Linked DNA regions of Triticum aestivum: region 2 is linked to region 1. Evidence: chromatin contacts called from public Hi-C data. All regions are on one chromosome and are shown on one strand. Each heading gives the region's core, a stretch centred on a gene start, on an enhancer-like site or on the middle of the called end of the contact. The rest is flanking DNA. Distances are from core to core; before and after follow the strand shown. Region 1 holds the start of LOC123182912 (AP2/ERF and B3 domain-containing protein Os05g0549800). Region 2 has its middle 47 kb from the start of LOC123182912.

The links. Hi-C and Micro-C count contacts between places; a contact is called where the count stands out from the background.
Region 2: a contact with region 1 is called in a Hi-C map of leaf, with 2.0 times the contacts expected there. The contact joins the enhancer-like site here to the promoter of LOC123182912 in region 1. A contact is called at or near these places in 2 of 5 Hi-C or Micro-C datasets (both in leaf).

The regions. Positions count from the first base shown.
Region 1 is chr1D:457,304,444-457,310,428 of IWGSC CS RefSeq v2.1, reverse strand. LOC123182912 (AP2/ERF and B3 domain-containing protein Os05g0549800) reads right to left here and starts at 3,172. Exons shown (of 1, transcript XM_044595586.1): 1 at 1,653-3,172. The coding sequence starts at 3,054. The coding sequence ends at 1,876.
Region 2 is chr1D:457,350,959-457,356,943 of IWGSC CS RefSeq v2.1, reverse strand. No RefSeq gene overlaps it. Among protein-coding and RNA genes, the nearest start is that of LOC123182912, 47 kb to the right of the region's middle. Within about 2 kb of position 3,778, at least 3 of the 8 cell types and tissues checked have an H3K27ac peak or open chromatin away from gene starts, as enhancers often do. A contact at or near this core is called in leaf, where this site is marked.

The DNA of each region.
Region 1 (5,985 bases), core at 1,923-4,422:
TATATAGCCAGAATTTTGAAATAGTGTGGTCCGGTCAACACAACATTTTTTGACAAGAAAAACATGCCAACATACTAGTACAAATTTTTAAAAATCGCCAATCCAAAGACAAGAATTTGCATAAAGAAAAAGCAACTGAATACTTCGAAGGAGATGAAAAGCATTCGTGCCTTTGGCGCTTCCGCATCGGCCAATCGTGCATTGCCTACCTTCGCCTACCACACGCCACTGACAGTCTTTCGTGCCACTCAGCTCTTTGTCGGCTACTATTAGGGAGGAACTGAGAATGGCAATATTACACCGTTGTTCAATTCGGATCATACTGTCGTACTACGACACGATCAGGGAGCATGGATCATACTATTCTTCGAGTCCAATTTGAGTCATGTGTTGTACTTTTTTCTGGGCTGAAGTATATGAACCGGTCGCAAAATCCACGGATGGTCCGTGGACCACCTTGGGCACTAGGTGGAGTCACTTACAAAACGCTATCACCATCACCCTACCAAGAGGTGATTCTCAACTAACAGTTTCAATAATATAGAAACTTCAATTTTTGAAACCAATGGTCAATATTCCACAACTTAATTTGACATGATCGAACACACAACCTTCCATGGTGGTATTTAATCACATAGTTTCAACTGAATTTTCTCAATGCCCCGCTTAATCAACATTACAATAAGATTTTTGGTAATTTGCAGTTGCGTGGAATTTTGTAAGATCTCATTCATCTATGCTCGCACATCACTAACAACTGAAGTTTCCATTAGTGTTGTGCGACATTAGTTTTACAGTAGTATGATTTTAGTTTGTAAGTTTGTATGAAATGGGATCATTTGTTGAGCTTTTCAATTTCGAGAACAAACCAATTTTGGAGCTTCTGAAATATGTGAAATTTGCATATTACAGAAATTATTTTGTATTTTAAAATTACAATTTTCACTTAATTTTAATCTATTTAAATTTATTCTGAAATTAATTTGAATCTGCTCTGACTTTCTGGGCTAAAAATATTTTGGACCCCACTGAAATATGCAAAATTTCAGAAATTTCGTTGAAATTTTTGACCCTTTGATAATCATAGATCTAGGAAAATTTCGAACGAACGGACGAATAGACAAGCACGTAGCTTGCCACAATAATGTTTCCCTAACATTATTCCCCTGTTGCTAGCTAGCTGCTAGCCCCATCTCTCTCCCACCTGTCACATACACACAGTACCAGTGCCCACTTTAGTTTCTTGCTGTTGCTAAGTATAGCATATACAGATCGAGCGTATCACATCCATCGCCATTGGCCATATCATCTCATGGCCAGGTGAGGTGCATATGCATGCATACAATTATGGGCCGGGGATCAGATAACTCCCGGAGCCTTTCTGCGCTTGCGGCTGCGCCACATGCATGCACCTGGCCTGGACCGTCGCCTGTAGCACGCGTCGCAGTCCTCTCAACCCACATGACATGAGAAAGGGCACCAAAACGAGAGAGTCAAATCGCGACATGTAGCCGCGAAACCGACGTCTCCTTGCATCGCAGTTTGGGAGACGAAGGGGATAGCTAGATGAAAAGCTCCAAATATGCATAACATATTGCTAGCTTCTGCATGGAGTAGTCATCCAGATCTCTCTCTCTCTCTCTTCAGAGATATCTAGGGCATAATTGGTAGCATTTCTTCGGTGTACACTTGCCATTTCGAGAACGGGCTTAATTTACAGTAGAATAATTAAAGAAGACTAGATTTAGAGCTGACTTGTGTATGAGAAGAAGAGGAAAAAAAAAGGCAAACACTTGGATCGATCAAGAGCTCTAAGCTACTGCCATGGAAATTTGGAAGCAAGCAAAGCAACCATGGAGGGAAAACGCTAGCTAGCTAGGTCAGCGCGAAGTCTATGCACTGCTTCTTCCAGACCGCGTGCGCCGGAGTGGGCGCTGCGCTGGTGTCCATGGATCTCTTGTATGTCTTGGGCACCATGCTGCAGTCCTCGTGCTCGGGCGCGTGACTCGGCGCCGGCGCCGTGAGAAGGTCGACGCCAAAGAGTCGCACGGTCCTCATCACCGGTGCAGGCGACGCGGCGGCCGCCGCGTTGACGAAGGTCGTCGTCGTCGTCGTGGTCTTGGACCGCAGCTTGCACTCGATGAAGAGCTGGTTGTTGCCGGAGGCGGAGCGGTAGAACCCGACGGCGTCGCCCGCGTGCAGGCCCTTCTCCTTGACGAAGCGGCTCCACCCCTTGGTGAGCACGTAGCTCTGGCTGCTGTTCCAGTACGAGTACCGGAACCTCCACACCTTGCCGGCCGCGTCGTCGAAGTTGAGCAGCATGCCCTTGCACTCGCCGGACACGGCGGCGCCGGCGGAAGGAAGCTGGAGAGGGAAGTGCTTCTCGGCGTGCTGCTTCGGTATCACCAGCCGGTTCAGCTTCCCCACGTCGCTGGGCGTGACCGTCTTGTCGAACAGGTGCTCGCGCCGCGCCGCCGGCGAGTGTGCAGCCGCCGAAGAGGGCGACGAGGCGGGAGGCAACGAGGACGATGTAGGGGAGGACGCCGCAGCGGCGACGAAGTAAGCGCGCTTGTACTGAGCGAGCTCGTCGGGGTAGGTGTGCTTGCGCAGCATGTCGACGACCTCGGCTTTGGAGCGGCCGGCGAGGAAGCGGAGCTCGGCGGCGTCCTCCGGGTCGGACTCGGCGAGCGGGCGGAAGTTGGTGACTGCATCGCGGCCGCGAAAGCGCTGCGCCGCCGCGTCGTAGGCGCGCGCAGCCTCGGCCTCCCCCGTGAACGTGCCGAGCCAGACGCGCTGGTGGCGCTCGTAGATCTGCGCGCCCCACCGCCCGTTGGGCTGCGGCACCACGCCCTTGTACTTGGAGGACGGCAGCCTGCCGATGCGGCCGGAGTCCGCCTCCGCGCCGGGCTCCGGCGCGTCCATGACCGCGCTGGCCCCGCTGCCCACGCGCTGCAGCGGCTTGGCCGCCGGCGCTGCCGGCGCCGGAGACGCCTTCTTCCCCGTGGACGCGCCGCTGCTCACGTCGTCCACGAGGCAACTTCTCGCGCTGTCCATCCGAATCCGATCACGGAGAAATCAAGATCACCGAGAAATCAAGAAGATGCTTAGCTCGGGAGAGAACTAGAGCTTAGCTAAATGCTGAAGCTAGCTGTGGTGGGAATGGAGGCAGTAGGTAGGTAGAGGAGCAGCAGAGGCAAGTGCGTGTGTTATATAGAGGATCGAGGAGGTGAGTGTGAGTGTGGCTAAGCTAGGTGGTGCATACATCAACCACACCATATTCTATTGTTTTATCTCTATATACTATTTCTACACATGGGCTTATGGTTTTGTTTTTGTCTTTCATAGATGTGTGTAGTAGATAACACATGCATATAGTCCATGCCGTTGTTTCTTTTTTTTTATGCATACATGATTGTGTTGTTTTATACTTGCATAGTAGATATTAGTATTGTTTTAAATTTATATTTTGGACACGATTCCATTCTTTTAGTATTAGTTATCAATTTTGTTAAGTCTCGGTTGACTGAAACTTCGTTACGCCTCGGTCGATACTATATTCCTTTGATCTTGCATGAGGATTCGTAATTTTTTGGGGGAAGGGGGGGGGGGGGGGGTGTTCTTTTTTCTTCTTATATATTTATCACTTGACTGAGATTTGATTATGTCTCAGTCGACTGAAATCTAGCCACACCTGTCAGATATTTATATAGGCGAGGACATTGGTATATCCTTAGCTCTGGTGCTTGCCTTTATTACTGGATTTAATTCTGAATTTCCGGTGATGCGCGTTCAGTGGGAAGAGACGTTCCCGTTGACTACGAGCCGCCTACGATGATTTTGTAAAATCTGAAGATGATATACCGGCTCAGTCTATTGGAGGTGCTCATAGGGGTAGGGTGGGTGTGTGCGATCGTAGGGGTGAGTGTATGCGTGTATAGATGCTCGTATATACGCCTTGGTGTGGGTCAACTAGTAGATATTTTATGTGAAAGGAAAAAAAAGAAAGAAGATGGAAGACAACGATGAAGATGATGATGAACTCAAAGTGCTACGCACACGGTATGGTATGGTACGGTTGCGTGGGAAACTAGAGTGCCATCCCTGCATTTCCTTTTGTTGCCTTCTAGTTTTAACTTTGTTTGGGAGCAAGAAAAGTAGTAGCACGCCAGGTAACGCATCTCCTCCTCCTCCTGGTAACGCCTACAAGTGGATGAGCAAATGTGTGGGAGCTGAGCTAGCTGCTGACCCATTTCTGTTTTGGCGCTTATGCACCAAGCAGGCAATACGTTGTTGTGTGCCGGTCTCTCATAGTAAACGGTGACGCCGATGGTGCCGTAGAATTTTCTGGAAGTTCTAGATCCATGGGTATGCATGTCCGCATCGGTCGATTGCTTTGTTGATCCCTATTTGATATTTATCGATCTTTTACTTGACTATTCACCCCATGCCATGGAACTCATAGATTACAAAAAATACATGCCAATACTAGATAAGCGATGATAATGATCAGCGACCAAGCATAAAGATGGTCAACGGCCGATCCAATTTCACGTTAAATGAATTAATATGATACTCTCTTGGTCTCGTAATATAAGATGTTATTACATAGTATTTATGAAGTCAGGAGCTATCGTCGGAACGTTGCAACAGACAGTTTTATATGTATTTATATCTGTGTGTATTTATATACTTCCTCTGTAAATTAATATAAAAGTGTTTAGATCACAGTGATCTAAACACTTTTATATTAGTTTACAGAGGGAGTAGTTTGGAACTAGTTGACTCTTAAATTACAAGTACAATAAAGTTGACAGATACGTATTACGTATAACCTATGTAGCTAGATAGTATACATGAGCCCACAGAATTTAACCAGTTCACAGTCTCAAGATATATATACTACACCCCCTGCGAAAAATAGATATATACATACATACATATCCGTGCGTGCTTGCGCTGTCACGTGGTGACCATACTTGCAAGTTGGTGTTGGGAGCACCGGAGCAGACGAGTAATTGCCACAGATAACGACTTGGTGCAAGACTTGGCATCGCAAAGTCCACCTCAAGGCTCCTGGAATTAATCGAGTACACTATATAATATGCGATCTTTGAATCATATAAGGATATAAAAAACATACTACAGACAGCATGCGTCGATCCAGGGCGTAGCTAATTTTTCCAGACGAGAGACTTTCTTGCATGGATGGACAGCGAGTGGGACTGCAGTGCATACTCATCAAATTCCGGTCTCTAGAAAATTGGAAGTTGTCAATGAGTAGTTTACCACCATGTACGAGCATCTACCGTCAAAAACTTAAAATCCAGCCTCTTAAACGCCCGCCGTCGCGACCTGACGCATCTGCAGGCAATGACCGTTCACACCTCATATTTCTGCTATGCCTCCGAGTATCTCATATTTCACCCCTAGAGTCATATAAAGCATGCATTTTTTTCTTATGATGCAAACACTAGCCTAACTACGTTTCGTCATCATCGGAGATGCCCATGATCTCCGTGTTGGGTGTCAGGTAGACGTGCACGTAGGAGGGCCCATGCAATCATCTTGTCGATGTCCGCTTCCTGCTCCGCTTGGAGAATACGGTGGTTCGCCTCCGCCTTCTCTTTCGACTGGAGGGAATCAAGGATTGCCTATTGCTCCGCCTGCAGATCAGCGTCCCCCGTGTCCTCCTCGTCCTCCTTCTGCTGCTCCTCCTACTTCACCTCCTCCTCCTGCTCCTCCGTGAACTCATCTTTCGGATCCACCGTGTTCGGTGGAAGCCCTGCAGCGATCTGGGCTTCGCGTCTTGCCCGGATTTGCTAAACGACCTGTAGCCGGCGCTCCAGCCTTAGATGAAGGTAGCTCCTGACCCATATGTGTGGCGGCATGGCTACTTGATTGTGGTGGCATCCGGTGATGGAAATGTGGAGATGCACGGCGATTGGAAAGTGGCGACAGCGGACTGGAGGCCTGGAAATGTGGACA
Region 2 (5,985 bases), core at 2,529-5,028, 46 kb before region 1:
TACCATGACATCGTCCAAAAGGCATGGGTTGAGGGCGTGTCACACACGGATCCTTATCTCATATTGCATCACAAGCTCAAGAAGACCGCGCTACGTCTCAAGGAGTGGAGTAGAAGGCTCTTCTCAACAGTGAACATTCACTTCCACGCGGCACTACTCGTGATTCTAAGGCTGGACATTGTGCAGGAATCACGCCCCCTATCGCCGGAGGAGCTTGACCTACGTGCTAGACTAAAACGCAGGGTGATTAGTTTGGCAGTTCTGCAGAGGGCCAGAAAGAGCCAATGCGCCCGAATCTCTAACCTCAAGGAGGGTGATGCAAACACAAAGTTCTTCCATCGCCGCGTCAATGCCCGAAGAAGAAAGAACCACATCCACCGCATCAAGCTCGCGAGCGGTTGGGTTACTGACCATGGCGAAAAAGAAAAGATCATCCACGGCCACTTCTCTTAGGTCATGGGGAAGGGGCACACAAGCAACCTTGATTTCAATTGGGAGGAGCTCAACGTGCAGCCGGTTGACCTTCACACCCTGGATGACACTATCACTGAGGAGGAGGTTTGGAACGCCATTAAAGAAATGCCAAGCGGCAAGGCTCCCGGCCCAGACGGCTTCACGGGTATCCTTTTCAAGAAATGTTGGGCCGTCGTCAAACATGATATCATGCGAGTCATCCACCGGTTTGACTCCCTTCACACGTCCAATCTTCAATGGTTGAACTCCGCCAATGTGGTGCTCTTGCCCAAGAAGGATGGCGCGGAGGGCATCTCTGATTATAGGCCCATAAGCCTCATCCATGCCATTGCCAAAATCATTGCTAAGGTGCTCTCCTTGCGGCTTGCCCCGCATATGGATGCCCTCATCTCCAACGCCCAAAGCGCCTTCATAAAAAAGAGAAGCATCCATGACAACTACATGTATGTGCGGAACTTTGCTCGACGCCTCCACAAACGCAAGACCCCTGCCCTTCTGTTCAAGCTTGACATAAGAAAAGCATTCGACTCTGTCAAATGGGAATTCATCCTCGACCTCCTGCAACATAGGGGATTCCCTAACAAATTCCGTGACTGGATTGCCGCACTTCTTTGCTCCTCATCCTCGCGTTTCCTGCTCAATGGGCTGCCCGGACCTCCCATCCTTCATGGTCGTGGATTTCGTCAAGGGGACCCGATCTCGCCGCTGCTATTCATCCTCGCAGACCCGCTTCACCAAATTCTTGAGTTGGCAACTAGGAAGGAACTCCTGCATAAGATTCGGGGACAAGGTGCTATGATGAGAACCTCCTTATATACGGATGACGCAGCTATTTTCATGGCCCCAATCAAAAGCGACGTCGACAACCTCGCCACCATCTTGAAGGGTTTTGGTGATGTCACGGGTCTATGCACCAACTTCCACAAGAGCTCGGTTTTGTGCCAATGTTGACTTGGATCATGTCCTCAGTGGCATCCCCGTGTCTAGAGCCACCTTCCCGATGAAATACCTGGGACTCCCACTCTCGGTCTGGCAGCTCAAGACTGTGGATTTCTAATACCTTGAGGATAAGGCGGCCGGCAAGCTTGCCACCTGGGACCGCCAAAACATCACCACCATTGGGCGCACGACACTTGTCAGATCGGTTATTGCCTCCCAAGCAGTGTATGCCATCACACCTCTCATCGTGCCACCACGCTCTCTTCACAACATCAACAAATTGGAGAGGGCTTTCCTTTGGTCTGGATCGGATAAGACGACCGGTGCCAAATGTAAGGTGAATTGGAAGGTGGTTTGCCGCCCCAAGGAGTATGGAGGCCTTGGGGTTCTAGACACTGACAAGTTTGCTCGGGCCTTACGTCTTAGGTGGCCATGGTATGAATGGAAGGAGCCAAACAAGCTTTGGGTGGGGCTTGGGAACCCTTGCACGGAGGAGGACATGGATCTCTTCTATGCCTCAACGACCATCGTTTCGGGCAACGGTGCCAAAACACCTTTTTGGGATTCCCCATGGGTTCTTGGGTGGAAACCGAAGGACATTGCCCTTTTGATTTATGAGGCCTCGACGCGCAAGAATTGGAAGGTGCGTGAGGCCCTCCATGGAAATGCTTGGATTCTTAAGATCGGTCGCAACACCGTCGTCTCCGGTGCCCACATCCTCCAATTCTTCACGTTATGGACGCTTGTGCATGACCTACACTTGGATCAACAAGCTGACGATGACATTATTTGGAAACACGCCAACGACGGGTCCTACTCCGCGGCCACCGCCTACAAGGCTCAGTTTCTTGGACTGACACTTTCGCCCATGGATTTTATGATCTCGAAGGCTTGGGCCCCTCCTAAGATCAAGATTTTTGCTTGGTTGGCTATCCAAGACCGGATTTGGACAGCCGACAGATTGGAGCGGGGCGGTTGGCAAAACTGTGGACTATGCCCGCTTTGCAAATGTGTTGGCGAGACGGGTGCGCACCTCTTCTATAAATGCCGCTACACCATAAGGCTATGGAACTCGGTCATCCTTGAATTTGGTCTAGCGCACATGGACACCTCCTCTTGGCACTTGGATGGATCCGTTTTGGAATGATGGGAAAAGCGAACCTGCTTGCAAAACCCAAACCAACGAGCCTTGGCCTCGCTTACAATGCTTGTCTCTTGGACAATCTGGAACAAGCGTAATGCTCGGGTCTTCCGACGCAAGAGCGCGCCGCCTCCGGTCCTTCTCCGTGCTATCATCAACGACGTCAAGCTTTGGGTTCTCGCGGGAGCTAAAAAACCGGGGTGTATTCTTGTGCGCGAGTAGTTGCCATGCCGGGCATGTGGGTCATTTGTAGCACTCTAAAACTCTTCTCTCTTATTTAATGAATGAGGCAAATCTTTTGCCCCCCTTTCGAAAAAAAATCAGCATGGAGCAGAGTAGCCTTTTGTTTCTGAATGCTGATGCGTGCTGATGGGCGGTAGGTATATAACAGGATTCGATTCCGTGGATGTCCCTCAGCGTGCGCACTTTTGTGCTCGACCGCTAGGTGTTAAGCTGTAACGCTATCCAATAATTATCTGCCGACAGCACATGAGATGAGAGGGTCACTGTCAAACCAGCTCTGAGAAAACGGATCGGTTCCGTCATCTGTTTAGGACGGCATGGAAACAGGAAGATGGGCGGCAACAGCTCTCCTCTCAGGCTGGGAGCAATCTGATGTTGTTGATGGAGGAAAGTGAGGTGGTGCAAAACCAGCTGGGTTGCTTGTTGATCCGGCTAGTAGAAACCGTGTAGAGGTCATACAAATCAATTATAAAAAACATTTACACGTGAGCCACAGCGAAATCATCTCGCTCGAATATCAGTCCTCAATCCTAGCTCGCTGTCTCTCACAAAACCGTGAGCGTACGTGGATGTGAGCCACCCACGGAGCTAGCCGGGACCTGCAACGCGATGGAAGGTTGACTCGTCAAAATTGCAGACCTTGGAGGAGCTGGGCAGCATGCAGCAGTATACTGGGTTCACTCTCGTGGTATTGCGGTATTATGATCTTCGTCGTTGCGATCGTCGAACGAGCCAAGCATGCATGTGTATATCTAAGATGCAACTTCCATTACAGCATCCGGGCGTGTCATCCATGTCATGTGCAGCGTTCCAACCGCGGCCACAGTTGCCAACTTAACTGCAGGGTCCCCTGACTCTGATCTCTGAATCCTGATCTGCTCGTATATATGTTCCGATTTTCAACGTGCTGAGATTGAAAGCTACTAGTAAGTTACTAGTAGTGTCCTATGCTCTAGTTTGTCAACGGTCGCCGAAGTCGGGCGAGCTAGCTGTCCCCGCACCTCTGGATCGACGTGCTGCGTGTGTCGGGTCGGGTCGCCGCCGTGTGTATACATGACGCGGTCGTCGTCGCCGGGAGAAACTTCCAAGAATGAACCGTGAGGTGCCTAGCTACTTGCCGTCGATCTAGTACTCATCACCTAGCATGTGAAGTTAGCTAGCAATGGCATCGATGGATCCTGCTCCACTCTCACCATCGTACTTACTACTACTCCCCCTAACACATTATATTCGTTCTCGATCTGACACTGGCGGTGACTACCTAACAAAAGGGAATACTTGGGACGCGTCGACATGTGCAAGAGGTACATACGTGTGGACCATATCACGTGCTTCTTCGCCTTTCGATGTATGGACGTATGTGTGCCTGTTGCTGTTGGCATGCAGGTCGTGGTTGTTCAGATGTACAACAGGTGTGCGTGCGTGCAACTGCAGCATATCCAAAGCATCTTCCATCCGTTTCCCTTGCGTTTTGAAGTAAAAGGGCGCGTCCGTTAGTCCTTCTCTTGCCACAGTTTTATCAGCTGGGTGAATGGCTAAAGATGTACTCCCTCCTTCCTAAAATATAAGGCGCCGATTGACTTTTTTGGTCTTCGTTGCACAACTTTGACTGTGATTTACATGTATTCCATGTCTATAAAATTAATATACGAACATATGAACTAAAATTGTTTTGCAAGACAATTACGACGATGCCATTGTATGTGTTTAATCCATGTACTTTGATATATATTTGTAGTCAAAGTCGTGCGTCAAAGACCGTGTAAAGTCAATCACGCCTTACATTTGGGGAAGGAGGGAGTCCATTTTTAGAAATCAAACCATCTCCGAGGATGAATTGGATTCTTAGAGTGATTGCGCCAGTTTTGAGGGGAGTTGACATATGCTTCATCGTTTGATCTTGAATTCTTTGTTACACTCAACATACAACCTATCATCATTTATGTTCAAATTTGACACTTTTCTGGTTCGGTTGCTATATCTAAGTCATTCAGTGCATTTCTAGGCATTTAATGGATATAATTCAAATTTGAACTATGAGTACATTAAACACTGCACAAAAATGTTTTGGAAAATCATATTCAGGGTCTTGACTATATTTGCACACCTTATACAAGAAAAGGAAAAAAAAATTCTCAAAGACCTTTGTGGCAAGAGTCAACCACAAACATGAAGTTTATTCGTCTTTTAGTTATTAAAAATGTAAATGAAGTCTGAAAAACATGAAACCTCGCATGATGTCATGATATGACCTCCGGATGATGAGAAGGTTCGATTTTTTTATGTAAACTCTCTAGAGACCGAGCCATCTCCGAGGATGACTGTGTCAGCTTTGAAGGGGAGTTGACATTTGCTTCATCATTTGACCTTGATATTTTTTACTACACTCACCATATACCATATTATCAGTCACTTTCAAATTTGGCATTTTTGGGGGTTTATTTGCTATATTTAAGCCATTGAGTGCATTTCTAGACATTGATTGAGTACAATTCAATTTTGAAATACGAGTAGTTTAAACAGTACACTAAAATGATTTGAATAATCATATTTAGCATATTGAGTATATTTGAATGCATTATACAAGAAATGGCAAGAAATATCAAAGATCACTATGGCAAGAGTCAAACCATAAGCATGAAGTTTAATGATTTGTTAATTCTAAAAATGTAAATGAAGTCTAAGAAACATAAAACATTCCGACGTGTCATGATATGACCTAAGTATGATGTGGCAAATATTTGAGAGGCCCTTTTATTGTTTGCGTTGCACGTTTGCATCAGGCGGTTCCATGGCCGCACCTGGACCGGCTGGCAGTGTTGCTGCTGCTCCCCACGTCGGTGTTCACGCCCCTCCTACTCTATGGACACCACCACGTCTACGACAGCTTGCATATCCGACGGATCCACGACGACAAGGTGCTCCGGCGACCGACAATGCCCCTACCGGCCGGCGACTTTTGTTTTAGATCTACGATTGTTCTCGCGCATGTGTGTACACAACCGTCACCTTTGTGTATGCACATCGCTCGTGACTGTTTTGCTTGGATTGTGGGCAAATCGAAATTACAACAGATGCGGATGGTTTGCTTGGGTCGTCTGCAGATTGAAAGCACAAACAAATTTAGGACTTCAATTCTGATGCGGATGCTGAAGGTTTTTAATTGGGTTCGCAAAGGCCCTTTTTTT